2 separate regions of the Gossypium arboreum genome follow, and region 2 is linked to region 1. The links are chromatin contacts, called in public Hi-C maps. All regions are on one chromosome and are shown on one strand. The core of a region is the stretch at or near the end of the contact, and the rest is flanking DNA. Distances in the headings are between cores, read along the strand shown. Region 1 holds the start of LOC108460254. Region 2 holds the start of LOC108474617 (UDP-galactose transporter 1).

Region 1 (2,700 bases), core at 95-2,594:
ACATAGTACCTATGTTTTTTGTCCTGCATGGATAAACATTTGCAATCACTCAGAAAGTTTCGAATAATCCATCAGAAACAATGCCAATTTTCATTCGGTGTATACCTTCAAGAACAGATTTTTGCTCAGTGCACCTCCCACATTCCCAACATATTTTGCCTGATGAGAAGAAAAATTTTAGAATCCATGAAATGCATGAGTTTGTTTACTCAAAAGGGACTCATCGGCTAAGTTTAGCACTCTTCTTTTACCTGAGCTTCGACAGTCAAAACAACAGGATGTTCATACTGGGAAAAATCAATTTGAAGCTCCTGAAAAAAATCCAATGCACATACCAGTCACTAGAGATGCAAAAGAAGAAAAGCAACCATAAACTGAAGCAAGGCCATAAATTCTTGAATTCAATCATAACCAGATACAAACAGAGAAATAGTGCTGAATCAAAACTATATAATTAGAAGGATTGCAATCAATGGTGAATTGCCATGGGAGTCACGGGCCATTTTGGAAACATCTTGAGTGAGTGTGTGCGCTAAACTAAATTAACTTGTTACCCCACCCCACCCCACCCCCCAAAAAAAAAATTTAAATTGTATATATTTATATTTATTTATTTTGTTTATAATTTAATTTTGTGCATTATAAATTTAAATTGTTATCTGTCACCTTGTGTTCTTCTATTTTCATCTTTAAGATCACAGCTTTAAGCTATTGGTCAAACTACATACTTAGTTTCCTAATTGGCCCCCAAAATCAAATGGCAAGATCGGCCACTGGTTACAATTCACAATATTTCCACCAATTCATAGTGTAAATATCTATAAAAGTTCATAATTTTAGCAGAGAAAACCATATTGTAACAGCCTAATTTGTGTTTTGACACTTTATTTGCTCCATTCTTACCCTGAAAATAAATGAATTTAAATAAAAATAATGAAAACCCAAATCACAATTGTAGTTTAAATAATGAATCATTTCCCAAAAACTGAATGGATATTGCGAATTAGATACTAACTGTACAAAGATTAGAACTAAAAGCTATCCAGAAATCAAAAAGAGGAAACCTTTAAACGAGCAAGCAGCTGATCCTTGGAATAACCCATTGTTTCTGTGTCGAAGCTGAAGACTGAAGTTCAGGAGATAAAAGCAAACAATATAGAAATCAGCGATGAGCTTGGAATAGGTTTATTTGTTACTGAAGTATTGAGGTGGATTCTGGTTTGGGCTTAAACTCGTTGGATCATTTACGGAAACTCCATTGCACTGGGCCTACAGTGCGATCTCAATTTAAGGTAAATTTTGTGCTCACTCAAATGAAACTCACCCGTATTGAATAACATTTCCGTAATTTTTTAATCGAAGATACAAACTCAAGAGCATAAATAGTAGTATGAGAATTGAACTCCACGTTTGGTAGAGTGGAGTAACTTTTTGTTAAGTATTTTAGTTGATTTACTATATTCTTGTTTTCAAGGTTCATAATCACCCATGTCTTGAAACAAATACCAACAGTTAACTAATTATAACAACTCTAATCTACATCATGATGAAGTTAATTCATTAATTATGATAGGGACGAGTTGGCAGTACAAACACAGTGAACTATGTAATGGTCTTAATGTCGATCAAAGATCGTATACGATGCAGTTATCAATTTTGTTTATAACAATTTTGGATGCTTCACTTTTTTGTATTCAAGTGGTGGCACATGGAAAACATATTTATGGAGGAGTCACTACTCGAATAAGATCTGAGGGTAAGATTGTTGCATTATGGTGGATGAACAACACATTCAACATTTAAGATCCCATTGAAATCAAGCAATAATTCTTCTTGCGAAGTTAAGTAAGGTACATCATTAGCTGGATTACTAAGGAAGACAAGTCTGATTAAATGGGATGAAGCACCAATGGCTGATGTACATGTTGTAGGATATTCTGCGATGCAATGATCATTCATCAGAAAATAAGTTATTTGATGGGGTAAATATGTTGTTGCGAGGGGATTTCAGACAAATATTACATGTTCCTTGGGGCAGGCGCAGTGTTATTATTTCAACTTCTATATTACCAAGTATAGAATATGGGATCACTGTGACCTTTTCCAATTAACCATAAACATGCGATTTCATATGAATTCAACAACTTCTTCTATCTCTGCTTTCAATAAGTGGCTGTTGAATTTGGTGATGGTAGATTACCTACTATCTATCAAACATGATGGGGATGATATGTCGCAAATAATTCCACATGGATCTGGTTCATTTTGTGACATTGTTGAATTCACTTATCCCGATTTGGAAAGAAATTTTAAGAATTCAACGTTTATAAAGGATAGAACTATTTTGTCACCGTCAAATAAGGTTGGTGATAGAGTTAATAATATTCATTTTGAACAACAATTTGTATTATATCCTCCTAAATTCTTAAAACTCTTTGAAATTCATCGGAATTCCCAACCATAAAATTCAGTTGAAAGTTGGTGTTTCGATTATGCTTCTTATAAATATAAACCAAAGTCTTGGACACTAGGTTGATTGTAACAAAATTGGGCTCACCATTGATTGAAGCAGACTCATATTGGTTAACAATTTTTTATTCAAATGCAAATTTGTCCATCTTATATAAAATGACCATTCACGAAGATGGTTTCCCATCAAGATATGTTTTGCAATGATCATAAATAAAAGTCATGTTGGAG
Region 2 (2,700 bases), core at 181-2,680, 280 kb after region 1:
TGATGATATGCAGTCAGTTGTAACAAGGTAAGGTGCCCAAAAGTGTATAATCTATAAATCTCACCGGTGGTTGCTGGAGTGAATGATTTGATAGTCTGCATGAAAGAAACCGGGATATAGCGTAAGCTAACATTTCCCAACACTATGTTGATACAGAACACGAAAGACATAGGAAATATCCGTTTCCAGCGATCTTCAGGATCAACCGCTATTAGAGGTTTGAGCTTTAGCACTTTGATTACCAGATATGCTCCGATCGACGAGCATATGAAGTGAACGCATGATACTGAAAGGGGAAACTTGAAATCCAATTTCTGTGAAAGAGGGGAAAAAAAAAAGCCATGTCCTCAGACCTTCGACTAAAGTACAAAAAATAATCAACCAACTCAATCAAAATGTAATTGTCAAGACACAAATTGAAGGTTAATGTTCAATCCACACTACATAAACGAAATAAACATTATAATACCAATATATGAGGAACCATACATATATATGTATGTATGTTTGTATTCCTAGATCTGCTATAATGCACCTAGACAGAACTCAAAACTGAATCCAAATTCCTCTAACATGAACAAACTGGTAGACTAGTCATGACTCATGAATCTTTCTTCTAAGATGCATCATCTAAGTTCATAAATAATTGAAAGAAATGATAGAGATGGATTGTTGATATTATTTAATTCACAAATTAAATTATAACATTTAACCCTGGAAGCCTGTTCAAATTTTAAAACTTTTATAAAACGTATTATTAGCAAATTATTGAGCTTAGCAACACAACTAAACAGAAATCTGTACTAATGAAATAATTAGATTAAAGAATAAGAGAATTCAGCTAAAACCCAATGTCAAAATCAATAAATGAAGTTAGAAACAAACCTGAAAGATCCATTTGTTCATGATTATAACAGTAACATTGAAACCCCACCATTGGAGAATCGCTAGAAGAGATCTGAAAACACCCCACTGGAGGAATCTCCCTTCTTCCATCACTCTCCCCCACCCCTCTCTCTCTCCCCCTCTGTCTCTCTCTCTCTCTGTCTCTAGCACAGAAAGAACAAAAGCCCAGATCACCAAATTCGAAACCCAGCACAGAAATTTTGCTCTTAGATTATTGAAAGGTTTATATAAATAGAGGGAGTTTAAAAAAGAAAGCTAAAGAAACTGAGAGAGAGGTTGTAACGGTGGAGAAAGGCCTTCTTCCATGTGATTCTCTCTCTCTCTCTTTGCCTGGATTGAAGTTTAAACGTTATATATTGCCATGGAAATTTCGTTTATGATTTTGAAATGAGGGTACTAGTCTTCATAAGAAAATGGGATAAGAGCAGCCATTCGATGAATATACTTTTATTTTGACTTGTGACGTTGACTAGAGTTTCTTACATCCATATATTGTCTAATCATACAACTGGTCTCACTTTGATCAAACCTCGTATCAAAAACCATTTGTCAATTAAATTTATTATTACCATAAACATCACAAATGAACTCTTTTGCACGTAATTTTACTTAAATAAATTAAAAATGAAATTAGGTGTGAAGTAAGTAAAGATGTATCTCCTTTAATGCAAATTAAGTTTATAGATATAACAGTCCTCCCCTTAAAACTATTAATGAATATCCTTTTACTTTTCATTTTATTTTCTAAAGGAGAAGTAAACAAATATGAAACTCTATATTTTATTTTTAAATGAGAATAAAATTAAATTACTCCCTTTTTTTAGACAAAATATTCCTTCGAATAACCCAATTAATTTAATTTAATTTATTTTGAATAATATCCGAAAAACTTACCTACACATGTCTCTTTTATACCATAATCTGAAAAATTATGACTTTTTATGCTCTATTCGTATCTCTTATAGGTATTTATTTATTCCTTTTCTATTATTTGTTTCATATTTCCTTTTAAATATCAATCCAAAAAAGAAATTTCCCATTTTAGAGATAATTCAAATAACAATCCATCAAAAGGAATTTTCCATTGAGATAATTCATTGGAAATTTAAAAGATAATTACTATTTTTTTAAACGAGAATTTGTTATATATATATATTTTTAAAGTATTTGTTATTCATTGAAATATAGGTTTAAATTGCAAAGTGGTATTTAAATTATATTTTTTCTAATTTTTTTGTCTCAAATAGTATCTAAATTGTATTCCATTATTTAAAGTGATATCTAAATTATACTCTATTACTCAAATTAATCCAACTGTTAAAAATTTCTTAACTAATCATTTCATGACATGTGATACTTTTATATTAAAATTAATTTAATAAAACTTAATTAAATTAAAACTTTTCTATGTTTTTTATCCTCTTTCCCTCCTCACGATTCTTTATTATCTTTTAATGCATTTTTTTTAACTGTTAGATAACGGTTTTTGCAATTCTCTTGCTCTTTTGTCTTTTTCCTACTTAACTTGTCCAGGTATTTGGATTTCATGTTTTATCAAGTTTTTTCTTTTTTTAATAATAGAGGATCACTCAAAATTAAGATGCAAACTATATAGAAAAGAACGAAGAAAGTTATTTTTAAGAAAAAAATGCGTAGGTTTTGAATTTGGGTGAGAAAAGTATTGAAATCAAGATTTAAAAAAGAAAAATAAGCTTGTTGAAAGTAGGGTTTGGATGAGTTTTTTAACAAGTTCTTGAATTTTCCGTCATCGGAGTTCTTAGATGAAGAATAAAA

The links. A called contact is a pair of places that touch in the nucleus more often than the background predicts.
Region 2: a contact with region 1 is called in a Hi-C map of leaf, with 2.9 times the contacts expected there. The contact joins the promoter of LOC108474617 here to the promoter of LOC108460254 in region 1. A contact is called at or near these places in 2 of 5 Hi-C or Micro-C datasets (both in leaf).

Annotation. Positions count from the first base shown.
Region 1 is chr3:122,804,458-122,807,157 of ASM2569848v2, forward strand. It overlaps LOC108460254, which reads right to left and starts at 1,345. Exons shown (of 12, transcript XM_017759686.2): 1 at 1,065-1,345; 2 at 252-311; 3 at 106-159; 4 at 1-23. The coding sequence starts at 1,103.
Region 2 is chr3:123,083,716-123,086,415 of ASM2569848v2, forward strand. LOC108474617 (UDP-galactose transporter 1) reads right to left here and starts at 1,431. Exons shown (of 5, transcript XM_017776599.2): 1 at 886-1,431; 2 at 65-314. The coding sequence starts at 996.